2 separate regions of the Mus musculus genome follow, and region 1 is linked to region 2. Evidence: chromatin contacts called from public HiChIP or PLAC-seq data. All regions are on one chromosome and are shown on one strand. The core of a region is the stretch at or near the end of the contact, and the rest is flanking DNA. Distances in the headings are between cores, read along the strand shown.

Region 1 (3,520 bases), core at 269-2,768, 200 kb after region 2:
TCAAATGGGAGCAGGTCACCCTCCACACACCATGTGATAGGGTTCAGGAAGTGATCTCTTCCTTTCTCCCCACTTTCATTTCCCTCTAAGGTGCTCTCACTTAGTGGTCTCATGATTATAAAGCAGCCTGGGGAGGACCTTCAAGGTGGGCTGGAAGGAGTGGGAACCCGGGTTTTAACAAAGGTGGGGCTGGGGAGATGGCTCAGCAATTAAGAGCACTGACTGTTCCTCCAGAGGTCCTGAGTTCAATTCATTCCCAGCAACCACATAGTGACTCACAACCATCTGTAATGGGATTCAATGTCCTCTTCTGGTGTGTCTGAAGGCAGCTACAGTGTACTCATACACATATAATAAACAAATAAATTAAAAAGGGGGTTCCCTACAGAGAGTTACTTCTAGCTGGAGGCTGTGTGGGCTCTTCTAAGATGGCACAGTTTCAGTCAGGTGGCCTGGGGCCTGTTTAATGAGTTAAACAGTGGGAGCCACCACCACCGTGGGGACCACCCTCCCAGTGAGACCATGATAAAAGCATGGAATTTGTTCGATGTTTTAACACCCTCCTGGAACCCAAGGCCTCAGGAGGTAGGAGCAGATCTACAAGCTGGAGTGGAAAGGGAGAATGCCAGAAGTCAGTGGCAGAATGAAGTCTACTTCATAGAGGAGGGTGAATCAAATTCATGAGGACCAGCCCAGAGCCAAGCTGTGCTCGGAGCTATTAAACTAAAACACTCTCGCCAGCTAGAGCCATCAAGACATTGCCTGAGAGTGGGGATAAGGACAATATGTTCATTGTGAAAGGCAGTCCTCTGTTAATTTAGAATAAATTCCGTGGCGTACATACTGGGTTGAGTGCATATAAACATTGGAGAGTCTGGGAAATCCCATTACAGGAATTAGTTGTGGATGGGAGTGGTGGAACTGGCACTGTGTAGTGCAAATTCTGTGATGTCCAAAGGTCGCTGTGCCCAGTTAAAAGCCGTTTCTTTTACTTTTGGTCACCAGAGACATTCATCAAGCCAGAATATTCTCCTTTAAAACAAAAAAAGTAATTAGGCCTGACAGCCGAAGTCAAATCAGACCTTTGGGAATGACCTAATTGCTTTTTTGTTCGAGGCCTGACATCGATTTGCCCTTGGCCTTGGTGTCAACACTAGCAAACACGGGCAGCCTCCCAGACTCCGGCTGGTGGCTCTATCCTTGCCACAGAGAGGACAAAGGACAGCGGCATCCCAGAGGTCATGGGACTCTGTGGTCACCTGCAATTCCTGCCAGGCTGAGAATTTTGTGGGTAAACCCTGGTTCCTGCTGAAACTGCCGCTCACCATGTGGACATCTGACTGCCTGCTTCTTTACTGACTGGAAATTTCCCCCCAGCAACTGGAGGATGGGTGGGTCTATCAATTTCATCTCCACCTCCGTGTTACTGGCAACTGCTCCGGCTTTGAGGATCACACTGTGGTGACATTGATCAAGATGAGAGATCTCATTCCGCCCTGGTTATTTTTGGCATCTGTGAGCAGTCCAAGGCCTCGACTTTTGGCACCGTGTGGTTAGGATATTAAGTAACTGCTTCCTGCGCTAGTACAGACAGCGTTTTGAGAGTCCTAACCTCGTCGCTCCCGTCTATCTCATTGGTCAATTCGAGTGCATTCTGCTTGCTGTTGGCTCCTCGTGAGTGGGTCTGGAGAAAGCTGAATGGTTATTAAACGTGTCTTGTGTTTTTCCCCTCTAGATTGAAAACATAGATGCCTGCTTGAATTTCCTGGCAGCTAAGGGAATCAACACCCAGGGGCTGTCTGCAGAAGGTGAGTCAGGGCCCACGCCTTTTCATCATTTGTGATACCCACCTGTTAAGGCCCACCTGTTACCTAACAGTCAATTGCTGCAGTCCTGACCAGGGGTGCCGGTGGGCTGTCCTGGCTGGGTGCCCTTTCCAGCACAGTTGACGTTACTAACTTTCTCACAGTTCTCAGATCACTCTAAGAATGCAGCCCTGTGTGCATGCCACATCTGCATGCCACAGAGGGTGTGGGGGAAGAGAATGGGAGCACACTGCTCCAGTTAGAGAAGTTCCTGCTTCAACAACACTGATTCCCTGTCCCGTGGCGCAGCAGGTTATCAACCAGCCATTATCTGTGGGAAAGAGAATATCCAACCACAGAACCAAGTCCAACCATCCAGCGCCCAAGGGAACTGCTTAGTCCTTGCTGGTGACATCTCACCTTGCTCTTGAAGACAGAGAGAGTGAGGTTTGCGAACACACTACCACCTTTTAGCCTCCCGATTAGCTTTTAATTAACTTGGATTTGGTGGCTAATTAGCATCAACAGTGTCTGCTAGTGGAGTGTTGTTAGGTGGGATAATAGTTTGGAGCCCGCTGGCCAGAATTATCTACCTCCTCAGTCCTCAGGCAACACTTCCACCTGGAATCTCTCAATCTCTCTCTCTCTCTCTCAATCTCTCTCAATCTCTCTCTCTCTCCCCCCCCCTTGCTCTCTCCCCTTCCTTCCCCCTCCCCCTGTTTGTAAACACAGGCAGCTGCCGGCTCTGAAGCTGCCATAGGCCAGGCATCTCCCCAGCTCATTAGGCTGCACCTGCCTCCAGTTTTCCCCGGAACAGGTAGTGCAGTCGGGGCAGTGCAGTTGTTCCTCCTGGCATAGCAGGAGTGTGCTCTGAAAAGATGTAAAAAGAGCGTTGGCCCTGGAAGCTGGGGTGGGGCTGAGAGAGCAGTAAGCTGGAGTCCACAGATGGAGTAGGTAAGTTAGCAGACCTTATGGGTCCTGCATGGGCTAATGCCTTGTCTTTGCGAAGAGATGAAAGCTTGCGTCATCTATCAGGCTGTGTTTCTGAACTGTTGTCTCCTCCATGTTGGAGGTGGGTGGCATCCACGGCTTCTACATCCATAGTGTGACTCTATGCGGAATGTGTCAGAAAATGGTTGTAATTCTCCTTGGGCAGGTCTGGTTATCGGTTCCATGAATCTCAGGGGTAGCTTAGCCAACCTTAATCTCAGGACTTATAGAAAAATCCTTAGAAGGTTGCCCTTGCCTTAGCTATGAGTCTCATCTGTGGGTTTAGTGTACATTGTTGGAACCTTCAGTAGTAGACACAAATTCAGTGTTTCTGTGCTATTCCTGTGATGACCAGTAGGTGGCAGAGCATGTTCCTCTTAGTGTCTAGGAATGGTGCAGGTCTCTATTCTCCCACGAGAGCATCTGCAGGGACTTTTACAGAGTTGTGCAGTCTTGCCTCCTTCCTTAGGCCTGGAGGAGAACTCTAGCCACTTAGCAGCTGCCTGTTGTCTGTCTCTCTGCTTCATTTGTTCAACCTTCTCTTATACTCAGAAGGCATAGATGCCTTTACAGGAAGTATTTACCGAACAGATACTAACTGTGCTCTGCTGGGCTTGTCTGCATTGGCTCCTGTTCTCACGGCTGAACGTAGAGTTTACAGGACTCATGGTTATTGATGGAGAAACTGGCTGGAAGCTGAATGGGGCCGGGAGATGGCTCAGTGG
Region 2 (3,091 bases), core at 460-2,959:
CTCAGCTATGCACCACCCTCATAGCTTCAGCCTTTATTGAAGTAAATGGATGTACTTCTGACTTTCTGACTCTTCTAGTCCTGCGGGGAAGATGGATAATGAGAAATGAAAGTATAGAATGTGTACTAGCCATGATGGCATGTGCCTTTGATCCTAGCACTTGGGAGGCAAGGAGAGGCAGAGCTTTCTGAATTTGAGGCAAGGCCAGCCTCATCTATACATACAAAGTTGCAGGATATCCATGATTTTATATATGTGTGTGTGTGTGTGTGTGTGTGTGTGTGTGTGTGTATGTATGTACATTTATACATATATACATATAGTCACACACCATCTTAAACTTTAATGCTGTGGAGGACACAGGATCATCAGATGGCATGATGAGTCAGAGAAGTTGTCTATGAAGAGTATGCCTGGCTTGTTTTGCTTTTGAGACAATGTCTTACTATGTAGCCTAAAATAGTATAGAACTCACTGTGAAACCTAGACTGGCCTCAAACTCAAGATCCTCCTGCCTCAGGCGCCTAGGCCCTGAGACTGCAGGTACATGCCTCTGTACCCAGTTTCAGAGTTGGATATTTAAACCAGAGCTCTCTGGGATAAGAAGTGAGCAAGATCTTCCCCGGTGGAAGAATGTGTGCTGGCAAGAAAGTGGGCAGATGCTGGAGTCCAGAGCAAAGTGTGCTACTAGTCAAGGGAAAACAGAGCAGGGGCCAGGGCTGTGGCCAGACAATATGGGGCCTTGCTGGCTGTGAGAGGGGAACTGTCACAGTGGGGAAACTCTGGGAGTCCATAGTGTGGTGGGTGGGTGAGTCCTGTGACTTCTGATAGCTGAAGGTGATTTTGACTTGTGGAGGGAAGGCAGGTTGGGAGGAGAGTGGTCAGGGCACAATCATGGGCATGTCGGGAGCTCGGGTAAGAAGGATCAGTAAGAACAACCTGTGTGGTACCAAGGCCCATGGGAAATGGATGCAGGAAGCAGAAAAGCCAGAGCATGCTGATGGATCGATAGCGCCGCCTAGGATGGGTTAGTTCTACTCGGGATCTGAGATGTGGAAGATAAGAGAGAGGTTCAAACTCCATCTCCTTAGTTCAAACCCAGAGCCTCTATTTACTACCATTTTAGCCCTGGGCAAATGACTCAACCCTTCAGGGCCTCAGTTTCCCCAACAATAAAATGGAGATCACAACAGATTCATAGGGCTATTTGTGGGGTTTTTCACAAGGGACTCTGTGTAAAGGCTTGGAGTCACACCTGAGTACAGTAGGTGTTACACAGAGGAAGCGTGCGCTCTTAATAGGAGTCTATTAGTAGGTTTCCACCCCACCATTAAGGGATAAAGACTCTCAAGGCCAATGGCCCTTGTTTGGAAAGAAAATGTTCTGCAGAGCAGGACCCCGGGGAGGAACCTTCTCTCAAAGTGTTTGCATTCCCTTCCCCAGCGTGAACTTGGCAGGCAAAGCTGCTCAATGTAAACACAGGTTCCCAGCTACAGCAAATACCAGGTTAGGCAGCACGGAGGTGGCCACACAAGCCCCAGGGCCAGCCGATGAAACAGGCTAGCTCTGTACTGACCTCACCAGCCCATCTCAGGGCTCCCCGGTGGGGCTGGCTTTCCCTGGAGGCAGGGCCTGGACACCTGTACTGTCTGCTCTTTTTACTGGAATGGCTAGAGATGAGTCACCACTATCACTCACTGCTTCCTAGCCTGGGCTCTGTGAATCACAGACTCCCAAACATAACACTGAGTGGAATCAAGATGAGGAGTCCCTGGGGGGAGCAAGTCAGCATGGAGGGACAGCAGTGCCCCACAGTGTTATAAAGTCGTGTGAGATCAGAGGTCTGTGGGGCCCTGGGAGCAGGGTGGGGGAGGTAAGCATGAGGGGAGGGAAGGAGGGAAGGCTGCAGATCTTAACAGAAGTCAGCTCTAACTCAGTGTCCTCCAACTTCTGCCTCAACTCGGTGTTCCTTGTTCTCCAACTCCATGACCCACTAACCTAGAAACTGACACAAAAGGAACTACAAAGGAGACAGGCTAATCTGTGTTCTACCATAAACTTAAAATGTTTGTATTAGTTATTTTTTTCCCATAACTGCTACAAAATCTCTGACAAGCAACTTGAGGAAGGCATGGTTTATTCTGGCTTACAGTTTGATACATTCCCCCATGGTGAGGAAGACATGGAGGCAGGAGTTGGGGGCTGGCAGGTCACACACTAGGTGTGCAGTTGGGAAGCAGACAGCCATGGATGATGTACACAGCTCCCTTTGTGTTCAATCCTGGACCACCCCAGCCTCTGGAATGGCCCCACTTATATTTAATATGGATCTTCCCGTCTCTCAATCTAGATAATTCCTCTCAGAAATGCCCAGAAATTTGTCTCCCAGGTAGGTAGACTGTCATTCTTTACCAAGGCCATCTTGAGTAGAGTAGCTGAGCCACCTGCATGTGTTACTCCATGAGATTCTCCTGTGAGCATGAGTGGTCAGTAGCTCATGGGGAGTTGTCCCTCTAACTAGAGGAGCAGCTGTCATAGGGAAGGTGTCTGTAGTGTGTGTGCGTCTGTGTGTCTGTGTGTATGCATGCACATATGCACATGGATGGGGGCATGCACCTTTACCAGTGAGCCATCTTACCCATGCAAATGTTCTTAGCATTGGAGAAAGATGTAGCTTTTGTATAGTTCCAATCTTTTAATTTTGGTAAAATATAAACAGCATGGCATTCACTGTCTTACCACGTGGGATAACTGTTGGATGGTGTTAGTTACACTCACTTCCTTGTATAGTATCACCAACTGTCCATCTCTAAAAGGCCTTCATTTCCGGAACTGAACCTTTACCCAGTAAACACCTTGCCATGTCTCCTACCTCTAGCCTCTGACAACGAACTTCTGCTCCATGTCTCTGTAACTTTGACTACTTTAGGTGCCCATGGGGAATCATACATGGTTTCTCCCTTCTTGTCTGGCTTATTCCACTTCACATCGAGTTTTTGAGGTTCATCCGTATTGTAGCACATGTCAGAATGTTGCTCTTTGTTAAAACTAAAAACATCCATTTTCATGGGCACACAATGCTTTACTCTTA

The links. HiChIP or PLAC-seq counts read pairs in DNA pulled down with a chosen protein or histone mark.
Region 1: a contact with region 2 is called in an HNF4G HiChIP or PLAC-seq map of pancreatic cancer cells. The contact joins two enhancer-like sites. A contact is called at or near these places in 2 of 484 Hi-C or Micro-C datasets (cortical neurons and nephron progenitors) and 2 of 115 datasets of contacts at active chromatin or transcription factors (microglia and pancreatic cancer cells).

What each region holds. Positions count from the first base shown.
Region 1 is chr7:49,396,348-49,399,867 of GRCm38.p6, forward strand. Nav2 (neuron navigator 2) reads left to right here. Exons shown (of 39, transcript NM_175272.3): 4 at 1,736-1,808. Among named protein-coding and RNA genes, the nearest start is that of Gm51447, 40 kb to the right of the region's middle. Within about 2 kb of position 1,519, at least 111 of the 459 cell types and tissues checked have an H3K27ac peak or open chromatin away from gene starts, as enhancers often do. A contact at or near this core is called in pancreatic cancer cells, where this site is marked.
Region 2 is chr7:49,194,327-49,197,417 of GRCm38.p6, forward strand. It overlaps a transcript of Nav2 not described here. Among named protein-coding and RNA genes, the nearest start is that of 9130015G15Rik, 34 kb to the left of the region's middle. Within about 2 kb of position 1,710, at least 40 of the 459 cell types and tissues checked have an H3K27ac peak or open chromatin away from gene starts, as enhancers often do. A contact at or near this core is called in pancreatic cancer cells, where this site is marked.